Regions from separate parts of the Mus musculus genome. Here region 1 is linked to region 2. The links are chromatin contacts, called in public HiChIP or PLAC-seq maps. All regions are on one chromosome and are shown on one strand. The core of a region is the stretch at or near the end of the contact, and the rest is flanking DNA. Distances in the headings are between cores, read along the strand shown.

Evidence for each region. HiChIP or PLAC-seq counts read pairs in DNA pulled down with a chosen protein or histone mark.
Region 1: a contact with region 2 is called in an H3K4me3 HiChIP or PLAC-seq map of embryonic stem cells, with 17 read pairs. The contact joins the promoter of Sdhb here to the promoter of Padi6 in region 2. A contact is called at or near these places in 14 of 39 promoter capture datasets (the 3T3-L1 cell line, the C10 cell line, the HPC-7 cell line and 9 more), 2 of 15 datasets of contacts at CTCF or cohesin (large pre-B cells and thymocytes), 4 of 484 Hi-C or Micro-C datasets (B cells, the G1E-ER4 cell line, the N1E-115 cell line and 1 more), 25 of 115 datasets of contacts at active chromatin or transcription factors (the SCID.adh cell line, SST interneurons, astrocytes and 17 more) and 4 of 9 other capture datasets (adipose tissue, liver, macrophages and 1 more).

The regions. Positions count from the first base shown.
Region 1 is chr4:140,959,507-140,967,059 of GRCm38.p6, reverse strand. Sdhb (succinate dehydrogenase complex, subunit B, iron sulfur (Ip)) reads right to left here and starts at 5,789. Exons shown (of 8, transcript NM_023374.4): 1 at 5,584-5,789; 2 at 432-565. The coding sequence starts at 5,655.
Region 2 is chr4:140,739,108-140,746,839 of GRCm38.p6, reverse strand. Padi6 (peptidyl arginine deiminase, type VI) reads left to right here and starts at 4,197. Exons shown (of 16, transcript NM_153106.2): 1 at 4,197-4,351; 2 at 4,905-5,082; 3 at 5,766-5,838; 4 at 6,706-6,773; 5 at 7,655-7,732. The coding sequence starts at 4,260. It overlaps Padi4 (peptidyl arginine deiminase, type IV), which reads left to right. Exons shown (of 16, transcript NM_011061.2): 16 at 483-1,332. The coding sequence ends at 716.

The DNA of each region.
Region 1 (7,553 bases), core at 4,540-7,039, 220 kb before region 2:
CAGGTATGGCAGCTCACACGAGCCATGCCAGTAACCCCAGAATTGGGGAGGCATAGAGAGGAAGATTAGAAATGCAAGGTCTTCCTCAGCTACATAGTGAGTTCAAGATAAGCCTGGACTACAAAAGACTGGAGAGAGAGAGAGAGAGAGAGAGAGAGAGAGAGAGAGCGAGAGCGCGAGCGCACGTGCGAGCGCGCTCACGCAAGCTAGTTATTGAGAGACATCTAACTGACTCTAAAGACAGAAAACATGTGATTATCTCAATCATTAAGGGAATCGGATTTTACATCTCTCAAGACCTGAAAGGCATGACCCCACAGGCACCACAATCCCTAGCACCGCAAATAATGGCAGAAACCAGACCTAACTGAGAGCCCAGCAAACCCTCCCAAGCTCTCCTTCGCCAGCGCCTGGCTGGCCCAGACACTTACTTATTCAGATCCACCTCGTACGTCTGCATTCGAGGTTTATCTCCAGTCTTGTCTGGGTCCCATCGGTAAATGGCAAATTTTTTGATTCTGGGAGCTGCAGCAGCAGCTGTCTGTGCCCCTCGACAGGCCTGAAACTTGAAAAAGCCACAAAAAGGGAGGGAGGGAGAGAGAGATTGATTGATTAAAAACTGCAAGGCACTCCCCCACTTATCAAGCATGATGATGGCACTTCTGGGCACAAACACGCTGGTATCCAGCTTCCTTGGAAGGCACGGTCATCAACACCCAACAGATGTTAATCCCCCATGATATGGCAGCTATGGGTCCAGGGGCAGTGACACTGCACTGTAGTGACACCACACCGAGCTTCATTTCTGACACAGACAGAACCTTCGCTCCACAGAACTTATCTGTGGTGACCTACAGTGAGGTGGGACCTGCGTGACAAAGTGCATGGAGGGATCCTGAGGAGGTGAGCTGGGGTCATGGCTGCCCTGCCTAGGGTTTAACTGGAGCCCGATGAGCAGAGTGTTAGTAGGCAGGAGGAAAGGCAGGAGTGAGGCTGCTAGGATGGGGAGGCTGACGTGAGGGCGAGAGCACTGCGGTGGGTTCCTTTTGTCCTGAGAGTCATGGAGCACAATGAAACATCAGTTGATACAGGGTCTCACATGCAGTCCAGGCTGGACGCAAACTTTTCAATCTTTCTCCCTCAGCCTTTTAAATGCTGAGATTACAGGTGTGTGCCACACGACTGGCCTATACGACTTTAAACCAAGGTGGTGACAACATTGTATTATGTATGTACGTGAAATAATGACACTTAAAAGGGAGACTTATTACATGAGATCTGAAGAAACCAGTCAGAAAGCTACTTGGGCTTTTAAAACAGGATGCTATGGCCAGTGAGATGGCTCAGAGGGTCAAGTGATTGCTATGGTGGCCTAAAAACTCGAGTTCCATCCCCAGAAGCCAGGTAAGATGGACAGACAGACAGGACTGACTATCCACACAGTGGCATGGGCTACTTCCCTCATCATACAAACAGAATAAAGTTTTTTGTTTTTTTTGTTTTTTTTTTGGTTTTTCGAGACAGGGTTTCTCTGTATAGCCCTGGCTGTCCTGGAATTCACTCTGTAGACCAGGCTGGCCTCGAACTCAGAAATCCACCTGCTTCTGCCTCCCAAGTGCTGGGATTAAAAGTATGTACCACCACTGCCCAGCATTAAGTATTTGTAAAGAATCCCAACATGACAGCTAGGGTGGTGGTGCATCCTTTTAATCCCAGCACTTGGGAGACAGAGGCAAGTGGATCTCTTGAGTTTGAGGCCAGCTTGATCTACAGAGCAAGTTCCAGGACAGCCAGGGCTACACAGAGAAACCTTGTCTAAAAACCAAAACCAAAACCAAAACCAAACCAAACCAAACCAAAAACCCAACATGGTAACATTTTCAAACTGGCACAGGACTCTCGAAAAACACTTGGGAGGTGAAGGCAGGATCATGCAGTTGAGGCCAGAGGAGGCTAAGACCATGCATTTCAAAAGAAAGCACTCCTCCCAAACCCAGTGAAAGCTCACACTGAGGAAACCTGGTGAAGAAAACAAGATGAAGAATGTCTGAACACAAATCAAATTAGGGAACAAACAAGTTCTGCTGTGTTCCACTGCATCTCAGCAAAACCAAGTCTCTGCCATGTGAGTCAGACAGCCGGGGACAATGACCCTGAGCCGATGGCCATGAAGCCCCATCCTCCTGCCTCTGCACCCCCATGCTGGGTCAGCAGGGATGGCCTACAATGCCTGGTTTATGCAGGTGCTGGGGATAATACAGACACATCCTGCGCCCTCTTCTGGACTCTCCAGGTAATTACGACCACATGCATCCGTATTGCGATTCTTCCCTAATGGATGCTGTGTAGCATCGTGCACACTGACATTAGATGCAGAACAGCAGCTCACAGGAACCTCAGTGCTGCCCAGTATTAGGAAGGGGAATATGAGTAACCCCATGAGAAGCCTGTGTCCCCTCGCAGTTTTTGTCCTCTCCCCTAATGTGTGTGCCTAAATCTATATTAAAACTTTTGTTTGAAACAAAACCATATTTATTCCGATTGTGTGCATGATGTCAGAGGTGAGGATGCGCTCGTGTGGAGGGCAGAAGAACACTTTGCAGTAGGGTCCCTCCTTCTGCCTTCATGTGGGCTCTGGGGGCGGGGCTCTGGTCATCAGGCCTGACCAACATGCACAGAGTCATCTCCTTGGCTCTCGGAGTTTTTCCTAATAAACTTTTGCTTTAAAAAAAAAAAAAGACTGTGCAGACAGGGAGATGGGCCAAAGTGTGAGACTTCCTTCTTTCCCTCCCTCCTTGTCCAGCAACTTATGTGCCAAGTTCCCCATGGGAGTGGAGACTGAACACATCTGCAGCTCAATCTATGACTCTAGTGAGCGTGCTATGTGGGAAGAACATCTCTAGACAATCTGCGAGGAGACGAACTTCCTCTAGCTTCTTCAGGGGTGGGCCTGAAGCTAGACAGATGACACAGCCACCAAGAGGGAAGGTGGGCGAAGGCAGGAAGGCAAAGGCAGCATGAAGCCAAACCCACACAGACTCAAGGGGCAAGCTTGTATCTGAAGTGTGTTAGTGTGTTTGCTTCCAATCCAGCCCTGTTACCTTTGAGCTGTGTTTTCTTTAGAGAATCGCTTAGCCAGTCTGGTCCCACTTTCCCCTTTGCAAAGGGGAGGGTGGAGCCGATACCTACTTCACAAGGAGCAAGCCAAACTGCTGGCACAGCTCAGGAAATGATCTGTGCTTTTCTTTCTTTTTTTTTTTTTTAAAGATTTACTTATTATTATATCTAAGTACACTGTAGCTGTCTTCAGACACACCAGAAGAGGGCATCCGATCTCTTTAAAGATGGTTGTGAGCCACCATGTGGTTGTTGGGATTTGAACTTAGGACCTTCGGAAAAGCAGTCAGTGCTCTTAACCTCTGAGCCATCTCTCCAGCCCCGATCTGTGCTTTTCAACACTGGCTTATATATGTATTTGTATTGTTCTGACTGCAGGCGGGCATTCCAGGCGTCTGCCCTCCTGGAGTTCATAGTCCAGACGGAGAAATAAGGATGCTACTGGTAGTTAACCGAGTGCAGCTAAACTCCCACAGGCAGGACTGCAGTCCAGAGGTGCACATCACAGGACTGAGAACCAGAACTGAGGATGGCGCTGTTTGAGCACAAATATGCATTCCCACAGACAGGAGGCCTCTGGAAAGTAGGCAAAGGCCTCTCCTGAAATCCTACCAGAGTCCGACCTTTGAAGCCAGCCTCTTCTACACTCAGAAAGCCCAGCCTGAGCCTGAGAAGTCACCCCTTACAGCAGGGCTCTTACAACTCAACTGCTGCCTCAGCAACGAGGAAAGAGGCTGAAGAACAAGGTCACCAAGAACCATTAACTGGACAACCTATCATGTGGCTCCTCCCCCAAACCGACACACCCCCTTTGTTAGCCACTGATTGCTGCAGCTCTTCAACTAGGGGTGGGGCCTTGTGAAATTTCTCCCATTCCCCTTGGCACGGACTGGTGTTGTGATTATTCATCCCATGTTCTCAGCCCTAAACTCGTCATGCATAAGGAACACTAAATGCACTTAAGAGATTGTGTATGTATATATTTAGCAATGATAATTAAAGAAGTCATGAGTGTGAAAGGGAGGGGAGGCATGGGAGGAGAGAGGGGGTGGAAATTATTTAAATACAGTACTCATGCATAACATTCTCAACAACAAAAACAGAATCATTAACTGAATATCTGGGACACCAGCCTGAGGCTCTGGTAAGGCACTGTCTGTTTTTGTTGAGACAGGGTCCCAAGTAGCCCAGGTTGGCCTTGGATTCCGTGTGGGGCTGAGGATGTCCTTAAACTCCTGATCTTGCTGCATCAGCCTTTGGAGTGCTGGTGTGATAGGTGTGCATGCAAAGGGATGCACAAGTCGGGTGGTGGTGGTGGCTCACACCTTTAATCCCAGCACCCAGAAGGCTGAAGCCGGAGAATCTCTGAGTTCCAGGCCAGCCAGGGTTGCATAAAGACACTGTCCGAAAAGTCAAAACCTAACCAAAACAACACTAAAATTATCACAGGGTGGAGATTCATCTTAGCACTTTGGAAGGAGCAGAGTTCAGTTCCCTGCACGCATATGGCGGCTGATAACCACCTGTGACTCCAGTTCAGGAAATACAGCTCTCTTTTCTCCACGGGCACATGGTGCATATACATGAAAGCACACACTCATACACACACACACAAATCTAAAAAAAAAAAAAAAAAAAACCAACAAAACCCCCCAAAACAAAATGGGAGTTCCTGTTGTCCGCCTGTGAAGGACTATCCAGAAGCCCAGAGGAGGACTGAATGGTATCTGTAAAGTAAGGAGAGGCAGTTTTTCTCGCCTTTCTAAATGCTTCTACTGTGCAGCTCCCGAGGATACAGGGCGTGTGGGGAGACCTATGACAGAGCTACTACAGAATTATTAACAAAAGCAGCTCCAGGCTCTGCCTGTCATCCCATGCCAGCGGTATGAGATCAGTGCCGCTACACACCCCTGAATAAGCACGCTTCAGGGAACCGGGTCTTGCCTGCAGACTTCCACAGTACGGATCTTTCAAGGGGTCGGGGTCGCTTTCTTTCATGTCTCCCTTCCTCTGCGGGTCAAGTGCATTGCCTTGCAGAGTCCACCGCCCTCCGACCTGACCGATCCAGACCAGCCTAACCTGGAGGTGCGACCTGGCCTCCCGGGTCCCACCCCAGACACCCCGCAGGCCTCCCTTTCACACAAGCCTGGCGGAGTACAACTAGCAGGATTTGATTCTGGGTCCCGACCACAGGTCGCTCATCCTATGACCTTGACCTCTCCCTGTCCTCCTCCCAGACCTCTGTCTTTCTGTTCTCTCTTCCAACCTCCTCCCGGCCGCGCCTCTCTCTCCGGTGATGGAGAAGCGCGGAATGGCTGTCTGAAAGGATGCTCAAGAGCAGGATGCCGGGTTAAGTCCTCCCCCGAGGCCTGGACCCGGGCTCCTTCCGCCTCTCCGCGGCCTCTCTACCCAGGCAGCCTCGGTGACGGGCACGGCTCCCCACTGAACCACGGCTCCCGGGCTCACCTGCAGGCCGACTCTGCCGAGAACGGCAGCCGGGAAGCCGCGCTTCAAGGAGACCCCGACCGTCGCCGCCATTTTGGCTCCTGACGTCAGCCCCACCCCTTCCCCTCCGGCATCCCGTCGAACACCGCGGTGGGAAGCCGGCCTCTCACCCTGAGGACCGCTAGCCGCCTAAGCGCCAACGAGTGGAAGGCCGCTTCCGGTTTCTCCGAGCCAATGTACAGGAAGTGCGTGTGTGCAGCAGCGGCCCGTAGGGCGCATGCCCACTGGGCTTCCTATGTTCCTAAGGTGACCTCTGGAGTCTGAGGGGCGGGAGAGGGAAGGGTAGCGTGGAGGGGCGGGGCAGAGGCCAGGAGGGCGGGGCTTTCCTATTCTGCTGGTGGCTGTGATTTTTAACCCTTCTCTACTTGCAGTGGTGTCTGTCAATCACCTGTGACTCTTGTCTGGTCAGCTTTGTGCTAAATCTAGAGAACCTGTCAGTCCCTACCTGATTGGGACACTTGTTAAGTGACTGAAGTGATCAAAAGATGAACGTCACGTCGGTACAGAAGTTGCATGCCCGGCATATGGAGACAGTAGGAGAACCAAGCTCACCCTCCGCTACTTAATGAGGTCGAGTCCATCTGGGATACTTGAGACCCTGCCTCAAAACACACAAAACCAAAACCAAAGCAGCCAGAAAGGGTACCTAGTATGTGGCTGGTGCCAGCCTCTGGAATGCTGTGGTAAGTGAGCGAGCTGCTCACCTAATTCCTCTCTAACCCCAAGGAAGATGACAATAGGAAAGATGGGTGATGTAGCTTATAGGCTGTCCACCAAGGACCCACAGGCTGTCCACTGTCCCCAACTTCAGATCTTCCTACAGGTAAAGAACTGCAGAGAGCTGGGATTACAGCTGTGTGCCACCATGCCTGTGTGTGCTGAACAAGCCTTCTACTAACCGACCTGTGTCCTCAGATTTCGTCAGTTTCCTTAGTCACCTGAGCTGCTTTTTTTTTCTGGCACTTCTAGACAGGGTTTCTCTGTGTAGCCCTGACTGTCCTGGAACTCACTTTGTAGACCAGACTGGACTTGAACTCAGAAATCCGCCTGCCTTTGCCTTCCAAGTGCTGGGATTAAAGGCATGCGCCACCACTGTCCAGCCTTTCTGACACCTTTTATGGGTTCTCTCAGAGCCCCCCACCCTCTGACTGGGGATTTGACCACCTTGGGCAGGCGTGATCTTGGTATCCCAAGTCACTTGGTCTCTTGGGGCACCCAGTGACTTTGCTGGTCCTTGTTACCAGAGGAAGGATTTGATTTCTTTCCGCTCACCTTTGGCAGAGGAGGGCACTGTTTATAGTCTTGGGTTTCCTCACGCTGGCTCTTTTAGAAGACACTGGAGAAATTACCATGACAGGAGGAATGGCTAGATGGGGCCAAGTTTCTGGGAACTCACCCTGAATCTGGCTTCTCTGCCAGGTAGCCTCATTAAAGGGGGTGTGGAGAGGCCTGAACCCCTGGGGGTTACCTTGATCGCCCCCTCAAGGCCATGTGACCATTGACAAGTCCTTCGCCACTTTTTGACTTATAGCGTCCTTGCCTGAATCACTAGGGGTTGTGGCAGCTGAGTTAAGATTCTATGACTGGTGTGGTTGTCTTGCGCAACAGATGGTAAGGTGGCCTTGGCTTCTCAGGGGCCCTGGCTCAGCACTGGGTAGGTTCTTCTAGACTACCCAAGGGACCACCATCAGGGCCACCCAAATCGGCCAAGGTTGTAGGAAGGCTGTCATTTTCTTTGTAACTCCTCCAGGGTGTCAACAGGCAGTATTTCTAGAGAACTGGCCCCCTTAGCCATTTTTAGCCACCATGTCAAAGACAGACACCACTGCTACATGAATGGCCACCCAGGTCACCTTGGAAAAAGCATTGAGCAGCCAGCAAAACTGAGACCTTGATTTATTGGAGGGGCCCTTGGTGCCAGTGTGCCCACA
Region 2 (7,732 bases), core at 2,948-5,447:
CCCTGCTCTGAGGGACACAGAGACAGAGGCTTGCAGGCAAGTCCAGGGAGAGAGACCTGGCCTCAAAGGAATACACTGAAGAGCACACAAGAGGCTCTGGGTGCACCCACCCCGCAAGGCACACACAAAAACACTGTGGGGAGGAGGAGAGGAGGGGGAGAAGGAGTGAGGAGAGGGGCAGGAGGAGGGAGGGGGAGGGGAGGGGAGAGGGAATAGGAGGAGAGGGAGGGGGAAAGGGAGGGGGAAAGGGAAGGGGAAAGGAGGGGAAGGGAAGGGGAGAAAGAGAAGGAGGGGAGGGGGAGAAGGAGTGAGGGGAAAAGGAATGAAGGGAAGAGAGAAAAAGGGGAGGAAGGGCAGGAGAGAGAGGGAGGGAGGGGGAAAGAGAGATGCAAAAGGGAAAAAGAACCAGTCTTAGTCCAGAGACCTGTAGGCCCTACCTACCCTACAGCTGTTGCCTCTGATCTGGCCCCACCCTCCCGCAGGTGAACATGCTGGTCCTGGGCAAGTACCTGGGCATCCCCAAGCCCTTTGGGCCCATCATCGATGGCCACTGCTGCCTGGAGGAGGAGGTGCGTTCCCACCTGGAGCCGCTGGGTCTGCACTGCACCTTCATCAACGACTTCTACACCTACCACGTGTACAACGGGGAGGTTCACTGTGGCACCAATGTGCGCAGGAAGCCCTTCACCTTCAAGTGGTGGCACATGGTGCCCTGAGTCACTACCCCAGGCAGCCTCCCTCGAGGACTGTCCTGGCCAGAGGTGGCTGCTCCCCACCCCCACCCCCACCCCGCAGCGAGGTGCAGCAAGAGATCTGGGGATGGTTGGGCTTCCACAGAGGTGGCCACTGTCCCTGCTGTGACATGTTTGCTTCACCCACATCTGGCTCCTGTCCCATCTCTGTGTGTCCTCAAATGGTCCTTGCATAGCAAGCTCAGCTCTGCTTAGAGATGCTGCAATAAAGATGTAGTTTTGTATCTTTAGTTTACCACGGAGTTCCACACCCCCAGCCCCACCCTCCGCAAAGCACATTGGAATCAATTTCAAAGCACCAATGAGGTGAAAAAGCTTCAACTATGGCTGGCAGCTCTTTTGACTTATTTACTCTGCCGTATGTGTCTCTCTCTTTATATATATTTAATAAAAATTAAAAAAAAAAAACAAACCACGGCTGGCAAGATGGCTCAGCGGGTAAGAGCATTGACTGCAGGTCATGAGTTCAAATCCCAGCAACCACATGGTGGCTCACAACCATCTGTAACGAGATCTGACTCCCTTTTCTGGCGTGTCTGAAGACAGCTACAGTGTACTTACATATAATAAATAAATCTTAAGAAAAAAAAAGGGCTTGTGAGATGGCTCAGTGGTTAAGAGCACCGACTGCTCTTCCAAAGTTCCTGAGTTCAAATCCCAGTAACCACATGGTGGCTCACAACTATCTGTGACGCTCTCTTCTGGTGCATCTGAAGACAGCTACAGTGTACTTAGGTATAACTCGGGAGGCAGAGGCAGGCAGATTTCTGAGTTCGAGGCCAGCCTAATCTACAGAGTGAGTTCCAGGACAGCCAGGGCTACACGGAGAAACCCTGTCTCAAAAAACAAACAAACAAACAAACAAACAAACAACCCCCCCCACACACACACAAATTCCTTGGAGCCTAAGGTGATGACACACACCCTTAACTCCCACCCTCCGGAGACAGAGGCAGGTGGATCTCTGTGAATTCAAGACCAAGCTGGTCTATATATTGAGTTCAGGCTAACAGGTCTACACAGTGAGATCCAGAGACAATTAATTAACGTTTAATTAAAATGAGTAAATAGAAACACGTTCCTCAGGCCAGTGAGATGGCTCAGTGGGGAAAGGCACTTGCCATGAAACCAATGGTGAGCCAAGGCTGGTCCCCAGGACCTGAGTAAAGGTGGGGAGAGAGACCTGCCTCTACAAAGCTGTCCTTTGACTGCCACAGGCATGCACTGGGTGGCGCTGGTGTGTCACACATGCTACTTGCCTTTGCCTCCCAAGTACTGGGACTAGAAGTGTGGCCACCATGCCCTACTGTGAGAGAGAGAGAGAGAGAGAGAGAGAGAGAGAGAGAGAGAGAGAGAGAGAGAGAGAGAGAGAGACCACAGTGCACATGTGGAGATCAGAGGACAGCTTGTGAGACTCACTTTCCTCCTTCCACCATGCGTGCTCTGCACATCGGGCTCAGTGGTGAACGTCTTTAACCCACTGAGCTACCTGGCCAGTCCTGACTTTTCTTTAACCTCATCAAGCCAAAAATTCCCTTCATCCCCCTCCCTCAGAGACTGCCTAAGAGTGCTCTGAGACAGACGTGGTAAATGCCACAGACCAGGTGTTCCACAGACCAGGTGTTCCTAAACCCCAGGAAGGGACCCAGTTTCTCATACTGGGACCAAAGCAATTTTACTTGGCGGGAAGCTGAGTAGCTGGGTGGCTGTTCCCTTCCCTCTCCAGGTCCCCCAAGAGAGCTCCTCTCTGCCTCTTCCAGCTTCGGATTGATTGATTGATTGATTGATTGATTGATTGATTGATTGATTGAGACAGGGTCTTCCTAGAAGCCCTAGTCTGTCTGAAACTCCTTTTTTAGCCAAGGCTGCCCTCAGACTTGTAACCATCTTCCCGCTTGAGCCTCCTGGGTGCGTGGATGCAGGTATGCACCTCTGAGGCGGCTGGGAGCTAGCTCCTTCTCTGAGAGGCCAGTAGAATGGAGAAAGAGAGTAATGGAGGCTGCTCTCTCTAGGCTGTGCCCTGCACCAAGGTCTTCTGGGAAATATGAAGTTTCCATACAGAATCTCCTTAATTAACCTAGGCTGGCTCCCTATTCTTGTTCCTCCTGCCTCCATCTACCCAGTTCTGGGATTGCAGACGTGAGCCACCATGCTCGGCTCTTAATGAGCAAATAACAGGGACGTGGAGGCAGATAGTTCTCTACCAAGGAGCTATGCTCCCACCTATCCCCTTTTCAGAACATTGGCACAGTCTTGTTAAATTGACCAATCTAGACTTGAAGTCACTCGGTAATCACAGGCTAGCCTACCTCAGCTGGATCTTTTTTTCCCCCCTGACAACACATACATATACTATGGAATGCAATACAGAATTTGGCGGCTTTTTGAAACAGAGCATCATTCTGAAACCCAGGCTGGTCTCAAACTCACAGAAATCCTCCTGCCTCAGTGTGGGTGCTGAACAGGTGACAGGCAGGGACTACCATGTGTGGCTTTGTAGTCTGATCTAGGAATGCCAATACTGAAGAGACCATGAACCTCAAAGATGTATGTGTCATCTCAGCGACTCCACAGGGCACGAGAATGCTGACCCCCCCCATTTTAGCAGTTTTGAACTGCACAGTAGATATACAATTTCCTTTCTGCTTCGTGTGTGTGTGTGTGTGTGTTCTCACACCACAGTGCACATGTGAAGGTCAGAGGTCAGCCTAAAGGGATAACAGCTGTAAGCCAGGCTGCACAGGTCTAGCCCATGCACCAGCTCCTGCTGCCCATCCCCCACCCTACCCGCCCTGATGCTAACAAGAGACACAGCTGTGACTGACTGGCTTATCATCGTTATCACCCGGGAAAAGGATGCAGATTGCCTGCCAGGATCAGGGATTTGCAGAGCTAGCTATAGCTTCCTGACACTTCTGTGAGCATAGCACTTTACCAAGTACCCCCACTAGCTGCCAAGAAGCACACATCCTAGAACAGTGGTCCTCAACCTTCTTAGTGCTGCAACCCTTTAATACAGGTGGTGACCCCCAACCATAAGCTTATTTCGTTGCTACCTCATAACTGTGATTTTGCTACTGTTATGAATCATAATATGCAGGATATCTGATGTGTGACACCACCACCATCCCAGCCTTGAGGCCAAAACAGGTTGAGAGCTACTGTCCTAGAACCAAGACTCCCCCATAATCTTGAGATGTAGCACCCAGACCAGTGGGAAGGGCAGAGCCCCAAGCTGTTAGACTCCAATTTCCTAGGGCTGCAGGGTCTACAGGCAGCAGCTGCTAAAACTTTGATGCTGAGTAGAAGGATCTCTCCCTTCACCCTTCCCCCTACCTCCTTCTCCTCTTCCTCCTCCTCCAGGCTCACCTGTGAACCCTTAACAAGGGGGCGGGCTGGGGTGGTCCTTACCTCTACTAAAGAGGAAGGCCAGGAAGCCCCACCGTCCTAGGCAATTACTCTGGTGGGTAAGGACTGCTGACAGTGGCTAGCTTGGTAAGCCCAGCCATGTCTTTTCAGAACTCACTCAGCCTGTCTCTGGTCAATCCCACCCATGCCCTCTGCATGGTAGGCATGGAAATCACCTTGGACATCAGCAAGTAAGGCTTAGCGGGTGTCTGTAGGGGTAATGAGAAGGGAGGGTCTGGGCAGAGTCCCTGTGCCCAGAAGTCCGAGGTTAGCGCTCTCAGCTGAACTGACCGACCCCAAGGAAATCTGGCTTGGTCTCTGAGAGCCCTCCCATCCCAGCTCGGGATACTGACTTACAGCTTTCTCTGCCTCTTGCAAGATCCCTGTTAGCTTCGAAGGTGTCCTTGAGTAGGCGGGGGTTGTGTCTTACGGTTCTGGCATCTGCTCACTCCATGACTGTGAAGCTGAGGCTTGTATGTAAAATGAAGATGTGATCCTCACAAGGAGGCTTTGGGGGAGCGGGAGGTTGGGGTGGGACATCCATCAAAGGCGTGGAGGTCCTGGGGGTCGAGATGGTAAGAGAGGCTGAAGACGTTAGCGCCCGCCCCCCCCCCCACAAGCTTCACTGACAACTCTCCTCAATTCCGTAAGATGGATGCAGACTCCAGATCGGGGGCTGTCCTGGAACCCTGTCGCCTCATCGGTTGGTGAGTCTTCTAACCTGTATTGTCTCCTTCAAACCAGGTGTGCACCAGACAAGTGCAAGTCTTTCACCATCCGTGGTTCCCCCAGGATCTTGATCCACATCTCTAGCTCCGTCATCGCTGGCAAAGAGGACACTGTGGTCTGGAGGTCAATGAACCATCCCACAGTGGCATTGGTGAGGATGGTGGCGCCCAGCCCCACTGTGGATGAAGACAAGGTGAGCCATGGAGGGGAGAGGGGTAACCTTTAACCTACCCAGGTGATCTCAATGTGGAAGCTGGCAAGCCTAGCTGAAGGCCATTGGCAACAGGCCTGCCTACCCAAGGCAGACCCAGCTGCAGCTGTCTGTGGGCAGGGAGAGAGAGGCAGTTAAGGGATGGTGAGTGGGCGGAACCTGCCCATCTATGTGTCGGCGGAAGGCAGTTTCCTTCAGCGAGTGGCTCACTTGGGTAAGCACTGTACCTTGAGTCGGGCCAGAACCAGTGTTGTACCCTGAGCTGAGCAGTGCATACCTATTAAGCCCAATTAACCAGGAGGAGGGTCAGCAGTTGGAGGTCCTAACCTGAGCTACAGAGCCAGCTCCAAGCCAGGGCAAACGACTTTAGTGAGCGACAACTGCTTTTGTTGGGTTTTGAGACGGGGTTTCTCTGTGTAGCCCTGGCCATCCTAGAACTCCCTTTGTAAACCAGGCTGGCCTCGAACTCCCACGATCCTCCTACCCCTGCCTCCTAATGACTGGGATTAAAAGTGTGCACCACCTGGCAAGACACCCTCCTAGACGTCCTAAGTGGCTATGGCCCCTGGGTCAGCTCATAGTGGGTCACTGGAAGATTAGATGCTGAAACACAAAGCAGGGTCACATGCTTACACCCAGTCTATGGCTCTGGGCTGTCTCCACAGGTGCTGGTCTCCTACTTCTGTCCTGACCAAGAAGTCCCCACGGCCACAGCTGTGCTGTTTCTCACCGGCATCGGTGAGTCTTCCCTCTAGGAGCTGAGACCCACCCGGCGTTCCTCTGGAGAGCAGGGCAGGTCTTGTGAAGCAAGGAAGAGGCTCCTTGTGTAGAAGATGCTTTCTATTGGCCCTGAGATGATATCCACGCGCCTGTTCCCTTGACGTTCACTCACTTAGAAACAACCAGAACTTGAGTCACCTGCCCCCACTTCCTCATTCTCATTGCTGCTGGGTCTGGTCCACTGCTATGTCATCTCGTAAATGTGTGTGTGTGTGTGTGTGTGTGTGTAGCCAGGGGAAAGACATCAGATGCGCTGGGACTTAGAGGTACAGGTAGTTATGAGACACAAGCCACGGCATGCCAGGAAGGAAACTCCAATCCTCTGGGAGAGAGCAGTAAGGGCCAACAGCTGAGCTCTCTCTCTCTCCAGCCCCATCTTGAAGCTGCTTTGTAAGAATCAGGTGGCCACTGTGGATGGCTCCCTCCCTGACTTACTCATGAGAATCCACCTGCCTCTGACGACACTGCCTCTAACCAGCGTGTCCAACCTGTGGCCCAGCACAGCTATGGCTACAGCCCAATATAAAATTGTACACTTAAAACATTTATCTTGGCGGGGCTGGAGAGATGGCTCAGTGGGTAAGAGCACTGGATGCTTTCTGAGGTCCTGATTCAGTTCCCAGCACCCACATGGTGGGGCTCACAACCATCTGTAATGAGATCTGATGCCTTCTTCCTGTGTGTCTCCAGTCCATCTCTTCAGTCCAATGCTTGACAGTAAGATACCTCAGTTAGGCTTTTTACCAACCAGGTCAGGCAAGGGTCGCCAGAGCTTTGAGGGCGCCGTTAGCAGGCCAGGTTCTGAGACCCTTCCTTCCCTTTCAGAGATCTCCCTGGAGGCAGACATCTATCGAGATGGACAACTGGACATGCCAAGTGATAAGCAAGCTAAGGTGAGGCTGCCTGGTCAAGGGAGGGTGCAGGACCTAGGGGAGCCATCCCTAGGCCTCAGCCTGTGTTTATCTGACTGTTGGGATATCCAAGTCTCTCCACTATATACCACAAATCGGGGTCGATGAAGTAAACTTGTGATCTACTGAAAAACAGCTAGGTTGTGTGCACCTAGCAAGGGGTGTGTGTATGTGTGGGTGCCTAGCAAGGTGTGGGTATGAGCCTAGCAAGGCATGGTGTATAGATCTGCCTGCATGCTAGCAAGGTGTACTATAGTGTGTGCATGCATGTGTACTTAGCCTAGTGTGTATGGTATGTATGTGTTCTTTTAATCCCAGCGTCCCAGAAATAAAAGCTGGAAGACTGGGGTTTGAAGACCATTCTCAGATGTACATAGGGAATTCCAAGCCCCCTTGGCTATATAGTAGATACGATATGGTCTCAAAACAAAATGGAGTCAGATGTGGTGGCAGCTGCCTGTCATTCCTCCCTGTTCCTGGATGTCTGATGCAGGATGGAGAGTTTAGTGCCATCCCTGGCTTTTACATAGCCAGACTGTCTCAAAACCAACCAAAACTAGCCAGGTGTCCAGAGGCATGGGCTTGGTTAGTAGCCAGTTATAGCTGCCAGCTGCCATCTCTGGACCTCTGGTGGGACATGACCCTTGCAGCGTGCCTCTGTCCCTGCATTCGAGAAACAAAAGCAACCTGCTACCTTTATTTGGCTTTTCATCCATCCGATAGCCTTCTGTTCCCACAGGTCATCTTTCTCAATCTGTGTCCCCTGGCTCCCCAGAGTCCCCAGGGCCTGTGATGACAAAGCTGAATATGAGAGGCAGAGGGTTGGCTTGACTTTCCTACCTCAATGTCCTTGTCACTTGCAGAAAAAATGGATGTGGGGTATGAACGGCTGGGGAGCCATCCTGCTTGTGAATTGTAGCCCTAATGCTGTGGGCCAGCCT